Regions from separate parts of the Mus musculus genome. Here region 1 is linked to region 2. The links are chromatin contacts, called in public Hi-C maps. All regions are on one chromosome and are shown on one strand. The core of a region is the stretch at or near the end of the contact, and the rest is flanking DNA. Distances in the headings are between cores, read along the strand shown. Region 1 has its middle 21 kb from the start of Mir3068. Region 2 holds the start of Gstz1 (glutathione transferase zeta 1 (maleylacetoacetate isomerase)).

Evidence for each region. Hi-C and Micro-C count contacts between places; a contact is called where the count stands out from the background.
Region 1: a Hi-C map of bone marrow-derived macrophages shows a contact between it and region 2, with 3 times the contacts expected there. The contact joins the enhancer-like site here to the promoter of Gstz1 in region 2. A contact is called at or near these places in 11 of 39 promoter capture datasets (the 3T3-L1 cell line, the C10 cell line, the HPC-7 cell line and 7 more), 1 of 15 datasets of contacts at CTCF or cohesin (embryonic stem cells), 18 of 484 Hi-C or Micro-C datasets (the G1E-ER4 cell line, the HL-1 cell line, adipose-derived mesenchymal stem cells and 8 more), 4 of 115 datasets of contacts at active chromatin or transcription factors (bone marrow-derived macrophages, embryonic stem cells, extraembryonic endoderm stem cells and 1 more) and 4 of 9 other capture datasets (adipose tissue, embryonic stem cells, liver and 1 more).

Annotation. Positions count from the first base shown.
Region 1 is chr12:87,415,208-87,419,077 of GRCm38.p6, forward strand. No RefSeq gene overlaps it. Among named protein-coding and RNA genes, the nearest start is that of Mir3068, 21 kb to the right of the region's middle. Within about 2 kb of position 1,499, at least 14 of the 459 cell types and tissues checked have an H3K27ac peak or open chromatin away from gene starts, as enhancers often do. A contact at or near this core is called in the G1E-ER4 cell line, bone marrow-derived macrophages, granulocyte-monocyte progenitors and 2 more, where this site is marked.
Region 2 is chr12:87,145,752-87,149,102 of GRCm38.p6, forward strand. It overlaps Gstz1 (glutathione transferase zeta 1 (maleylacetoacetate isomerase)), which reads left to right and starts at 1,956. Exons shown (of 9, transcript NM_010363.4): 1 at 1,956-2,093. The coding sequence starts at 2,079. Pomt2 (protein-O-mannosyltransferase 2) reads right to left here and starts at 2,151. Exons shown (of 21, transcript NM_153415.4): 1 at 1,420-2,151. The coding sequence starts at 1,877.

The DNA.
Region 1 (3,870 bases), core at 249-2,748, 270 kb after region 2:
CTGATCCTAATACCCCATCTTTATATTGTGCTCCTGACAGCCTTTCTCTTCTAATTTTTTTGTGTGTTTGTTTTTTGTTTGTTTGTTTTGAGACAGGGTTTCTCTGTGTAGCCCTGGCTGTCCTAAAACTCCCTCTGTAGACCAGGGTGGCCTCAAACTCAAGATCCACCTGCCTCTGCCTCCCGAGTGCTGGGATTAAAGACGTGTGCCACCACTGCCTGGCATCAGCCTTTATCAAGAGACTCTGAACTTCACACATAAGCTTGGTAAGGGGCTTAGAGTCGAAGTCACAAACTGGGCTAATTGGCCAATCACACAGCTATAAATAGTCATTGCATTATAGGCTTCCAGAAGGCTTTCAATAAACAACACATGTACTTCCTTTTTTTTTCTATTTTTTTCTTTTTCTTTGCACTTCCTTTTTTTAAAAAGATATATTTTTATTTTATGTGCATGTGTGTTTTGCCTGTATGTATGGCTGTGCAGGTGCCATATACCTTGGAATTGGAGCTACAGAGTTTTCGCTGCCATGTGAATGCTGGGAATTGAACCCCAGGTCCCCTAGAAGAGCAGACAGTGCACTTAACCAATGGCAATATCTCCAGGTGTGTTCGTGCCCAAGAGAGACAAGGTGTAGGTCTGAGCCAAGGTTGCCCAGGTATTAGTCCCAAACCAAGAATGAGGAATCTCTTGTTCCTCTACTATATCCATCAGGGAGGAAGGAGCAAGGAGGTAGAAAGCTCCAGAAATTCCATCAATTAAACTGTCTTCATGGGAAGGAAACGTGAAGAGCTTTGTTGTAGTTATTACTAAGTGGCCCCAAAAAGCCTTTGTGGTAAAGGCTTGCTCCCAGGACAATGCTATTGGGGACTCTGGACTTTCAGTGAGTAGGACCTTCTGAAAGTTTTTTTTTAGGTCATTGGGGTGCATGTTTAAAGGGTGTTTTGAGACCCTATTCCCCACTCCTCCCCTTCCTTCACCTTTTCCTCTCCATCTCTTTTCTTTAACTCCACAACACTTTGTCATGATGTCCTCCTCGGAAGGACAGACTTCAACCTTCAAATCTGTGGGCTCGGGGTCTCTTCTCTTTACAAGGGATTGCAGCTGTTTGTTACAATAATGAAAAGCTCAGTGCCACAAAGAAAAAAGGATTCTCTTTTGGATTCTCCCCTTCCCTTGGGGGCCTTTCACGTACCTGCCACCTTCTCCCCTGCCATCTTCTCCCCCGGGGGATTGATGCCCTTCTCCTTCCCATTATCCAACAGCTGTACTCTCCTGCCTCTCTCTATGGTGTCCTAGGAACCCTTACTGACATGCTGCTCGACAGGTAGGCCCTTGCTCACGGCTCAGTGGCCATTATCATGATGCATCAGACTTGCCCCCTTTGGTGGTGTTGTGGTACCAGGGATGAAGCCCATGGCCTCAAGTATACCGGGCAAGTGCGCCACCAGTGAGTTGTATCCATGTCTCTTAAACTTGTTGCTTTGAAGATAGGGATTTTGTTTTCTGCCTGTCTTCTTTCCTCAAGCCTGAAGTTTTGTAAGATCATCCACACACACAGAGCAGATCGCCTCAGCGGGAACAGCAGACAAAAGTAAAATCAGTTTGATGAAGACCTTGGGCTCAGTGGTTAAGACCGCGTTTACCAGCAACCACATGGTGGCTCACCACTACCTGTAATGGGAGCCAATGCTGCCCTCTTCTGGTTGATCTGAGCAGAGCAACAGCGGACTCATACACAAGAACAACAAACAAAAACAAAGTCTTACCAAGGAAGACCATTCTATCATTCTATTCTATGAATGGGACTGTGGGTCGGACGTTTTCTTTCTATTATTATTATTATTATTATTATTATTATTATTATTATTATGAAGGAGAATCTCACCTTACAGCCCAGATTGGCTTGGAACCTGCAATTCCCTGGCCTCAGCCTTCCATTAAAGCCATGTACCACCACATCTGGCTTTTCTTTGAGTACACAATTGCTCAAGCATCGGTAACTGGTCAGCAGAGAATGAAAAATCCCATTATTTATCCCCTGTCACTCAGTGATAATATACATACATACACATCTATTCCTAATGAAAGAAGTCAACCTAAAGGGCTGGCAGATCAAGCTAATGTCTACAGAGTCTTCCCACCCTAATCCACATGCCCCTTTGTGATATGACTGTGCTCTTTTTTGGCACCAAAGAAGCTATTTCCTGGGCTAGAGAGATGGCTCAGTGGTTAAGAGCACTGAGTGCTCACCCTGAGATCCTGAGTTCAATTCCCAGCAATCACATGGTGGCTCACAACCATCTGTAATCATATGACAGTGTACTGATATACATTAAATCAATAAACTCTCTTAAAAAAAGATTGCCCTGAATTTTGACCAGTAGGATGTATCAGATGGGATGAAGACTAGTGCCACTAACTTCAGAAGTCCAGAAGATTTATTTTATGTGTATGTATTTATTTTATGTATATGAGTACACTGTAGTTGTACAGATGGCTATGAGCCATCATGTGGTTGCTGGGAATTGAACTCAGGACCTCAGCTCACTCCAGTCCTGCTGGCTCCGGCCCTGCTCGCTCCAACCCAAAGATTTGTTTTGTATTACATGTAAGTACACTGTAGCTGTCTTCAGATGCACCAGAAGAGGGCATCAGATCTCATTACGGATGGTTGTGAGCCACCATGTGGTTGCTGGGATTTGAACTCAGGTGGTTGCTGGGATTTGAACTCAGGATATTCGGAAGAGCAGTCAGTGCTCTTAAGTGCTGAGTCATCTCTCCAGCCCATGGTTCTGCTTTCATAGTCTTGGAATATGTCCTGGGGTCTCTGAGAAGCTGATCACACCCCAGTATGAGGAAGGGCCATGGGGAGACCCATGCAGCCCACCTGGCAGCAGTGCATATGGCCTCTTGGGAACTCCTTCACCAACTCACAGGTTTGGAAAGACGAACCATTGTTTCCTGCAGTGAAGTGTAAGAATCAGTTGCCATCTATGAACTCATGAGTTTCAGGCTCCTTCATAGGCATCATATTTACATGCATGTAATTTCATGCTGAAATATACTCATGTGAACATACATGGAGTAGTTAGCTCTTTCAGCTTCCTTAGACTACAGCCTTGTGCAGCCCAACCTCATTGACTTTACCTCTTCCTTACTAATGGATGTCCACTGCATGGCCTGAGACACTTAGGGCCTTCTGGGTAATTGTGGGGCTTTGGTCCTCTGGACCATCTGGAGACGTTAACCTCTGTGTTCTCTTAAGCAAAACAGAGAAACATTTTGGTGTGGTGACTACTACACTCCTTTCCCTGAATGTTGTCTTCTGGGCTTTATTAAAGCACTGAAGAGGCTGGTGAGATGGCTCAGTGGGTAAGAGCACCTGACTGCTCTTCCGAAGGTCCAGAGTTCAAATCCCAGCAACCACATGGTGGCTCACAACCATCCGTAACGAGATCTGACTCCCTCTTCTGGAGTGTCTGAAGACAGCTACAATGTATTTACATATAATAAATAAATAAATCTTAAAAAAAAAAAGCGCTGAAGAAGCACAGTAGACTTATGGGGGGGTGGTGGTGATACAGCTGCATTCTGGGGCCACTGGAAAAGTGTATGGACCCAGTGGCCTTCCGTGTAGCATAAAATTGGTGAAGAGAATTGGCAGTCGTGTGTCACTCTACCATCCCTAGAGTGCTCTTTGCTGCATGGAGGTGATTGGCTGAGGCCCCCCAGGAAAGGGTGAGAAGGAGTATGGGTATCTATGATAGGGAGGAGGGTGCGGGGAATGGGCTCTGCATCCTGCAGATGTATTTCTGCCAGAGGGGTGTGCATGCTATATAGGGGCTGCTGACAGGGTGCCTCTCGTGC
Region 2 (3,351 bases), core at 706-3,205:
CATGCTGATCTGAGTAGCTAATAGAGTTGTGGATTAACATGAAACATCTGCCAGAAACCAAGGCAATGCATGATGGAGGGGTAATAAAGCCAATTGGGAGAGAAAGCCCTTCATCAATGTCCTGGACAGCCAGGCAGTGGTGGTGCACGCCTTTAGTCCCAGCACTTGGGAGGCAGAGGCAGGCGGATTTCTGAGTTTGAGGCCAGCCTGGTCTGCAAAGTGAGTTCCAGGATAGCCAGGGCTATACAGAGAAACCCTGTCTCAAAAAACAAAACAAAACAAAAAACAATTCTCTCTTTCTCCTCTAAGTCTAACCCCAAAGCCAGATAAGATTCAGACGGGCCACCTAAGACAAGTGGCAGCTGATGATGGACAACCACACGTGCCAAGAATGTACCTAGGATGCCCTAACTGCATTTGACCTGGGCCATTTCTTAGGGCTGTGCTTGCAATAAGAGATATGGCAATGTCTCCTATGAGAACAGAGCTAATTAAGGCTTGTGAGTGTTAAAATAGATTTCCCAAACTCGTTAGTCCTTGGCCATTATGTAACCCACTGTGGGTACACCTATCTCTTTGGGATACAGTCATGTATAGTAGGATTTGACAGGGGGTGGAAGAACCTAACTCTAAAGGTGCTGATATTCATTCCCCTTCCTGTGATTACGCCTTTGTGTTTAACCCAGTAGTTACAGCTCCCAACAGTCATAAAATGCACCTAATTTATTAATTAGCTTCACAGTAATTTATTAGTTTCCTATAGGAGCAGCCCTGTCAGTGTGTTTGCTTGCTCTTGAGTAAGATCCACTTGTGACACCTTCTATGCTAAGTTTCTGTTTGGTGATATAGAGAAGATAAAACATCCCTTCCAGCTAAAGATCAAGTAACTCTGTGAGCTTGGGAAATGGAATTGAACCAAGCCTCAAGCCACCATCTGTATCATACAAAGTAAGGCCTAGAAAATAATTCTCACAGGATAACACCAGACCTGTTGCTCAGAATCTGTGCCGCCATCTCCCGATACCCAAACTATCCTTACTCTATAGGAATCTTTTTCTTTGAAAATCACGCTTTGGGAAAATTATGTTCTACGAATTTACTAATTTCTCAGCCAAGTTCAAAGAACCTCTGAGTATCACCATTTTAAAGCCAGGTGACTAGAAGACATGAGGACAACTCCTGCAAACTCCGAGTGTGGGACCCCCACCAGGGCAAACCTATTCTCCGAGGTTTGACACACCGGAAAGCTTTCCCCAGCCACCCCCTACTCCCCTCGAAATACAACTGAGTTTCTCTACCGCCAAGGACCTGTCGTGCCTCCGATGAATCCCGCCCACTTCGCGCCCTCAAGCCAATCAGAGGGTGGCGTCACTCCCTCTCAGTTGCCATGGTGCCCGCCAAGTCCTTTCCGCCACTTACCAGATGTGAGCAGGCTGGTCCAGCCGGTGAAAGCGGGTGGCAAAGGACAGCAGCGTCACCACAGCCAACGTGGCCCACCACCCTGCCGCCTGGAAGCGCCGCGAGCTCCAAGCAGGCCGTTTAAGTTTCCGTGCTGCAGCCTGGGGGACCACGTCTCGGCTCACGGCTCTGGCAGCCTGCGGCACACAGCGGCCCCTACGGGGACGCAGCTCGGAGCCCGCTAGGCCACCGCCTATGGCCGGCGGCATCCTCCCCTTCCGAAGGATCACCCTCCGGGCCGGAGGCACGCCGGGTCTTGTCCGCTGCCCCGTCAAGGGGTCATAAGAAGGCGTCTCGAGGTGCCATGGGATTTGTAGTTCCCTCCGTTTGCCGCGGAGCGCCGGGCCCCGGGCTCTGGGCGGGGCGGAAAGTGTGGTGGCCGCCCGGGCAGCTAAGAGGCGGCCTGAGGCGTAGAGCATTGCGGGAGGCGGAGGGAAACCAAGGACTGACAAACTCGAGTCGGCTCATGAACTACAACTCCCAGCAGCTCAGGGGGCGGGGGCGGGGCCAGCCCGAAGGAGGGAGGCCATCTAGTCCAACCTTCGCTCTCTGGACCCCGCTAGGCCTCAGTCATCTTCTAGTCCCGAGAGCTGACTTTCTTGGCCGGCCGACCGGGCGAGATGCAAGCCGGGAAGGTCTGTGCCCCACGTCCGGGGATGAGGGTCTCTCCTGAGAAACGCGGAGAAGAGCTGTGGGGGGGGGCGGGGCTGAGAGCTCGCTTCTTCGCGTGGCGCCACAACGACTCCCGGCGTGCACCTCGGCGCCCGCTCACTCTACACCTGCGCGCTGGCCGCTGAACCTTATGGTGGTGGTAGATTGGGCCGGGAAGGCTAAACTTGGAAGCTTTTGAGGGGCGTCCAATCGCGCTTTTCCCTGCTTCGGGTAGACAGACCTCTTCTAGGGCTTTCAAACATGGTTCCCTACTTTGCAGTTTCGCGGCGCCCTTCGTATGTCTCTCAGGGGACCTGGTGGTCCAGGCATGCACCAAAGGCAAGGGGGAAAGATGTGACTCTTTAACGACGTTAATAATCACTTGTAGTATCTGCTCAGGTTTCTAGTTTTGTCGGTTTGGCTCTAAGAAACGATCTTGCTGTGCAGCCCAACCTGACTTTGAACTTTGACTCTCCCGCCCCCGCCTTCCAAGTGCTGGGATTCCAGGCTGTGGCATATGGAGCGTCCAGGGTTTAAGTCGAACTTCTTTAGTCCACCCTAGAGCCATTTGTATTTAAGCCATTGCTGGAATGGAGCTGCGAGTGTGTTTTATAAGAGACTTAAAATTGAGTCTCTTAGGAGGGCCGATATGTAGGAAGGCGGCACATTAGATGCAAAGGACATTGCATCCGGTTAATATAGATTTTCCACATACAGATGTGATTTTTCAGGATTTTAATCATGTAAGAAATGGTATAAAAACAGCTAGGGATGTACGCAACTCTGACGTAGCTCCTAGCATGGGCCGAGTCTCCCACAACAGAAAAACTGCAAATTTAAAGTCGCCAGAATGCATGTTTGAGTTGGAAACATGATCCTTCCCGGTGCTAATTAAACGGACATTCTACTTGATATTAAAAAGTAGCTGTTCAAGTGCAAAAATCGCCAGGTGGTTTGCTGTTAGTGCTTAGCTGTGATTTCTCTCCCTGTTTATCTAAAAGCACATAGGAGACAAGCCTCCAGATGCTCTGCAGAGAGGGTTAGGATTGTCTTTATCAGGTTAACTGATGTGGGAGAGTGACACCATTCCCTGGGTTGGGTCTGGCTGGGCCCATAATAAGGGGGAAGTCAGCCAAGCACCAACACACAGCATTGTTCTGTTTCATGCTGTGGATGCATAGGTTACTTACCAGCTGTTTCAGGCTGCTCTTCCCCCAAACCCCACCCCACCCCCACCCCAGG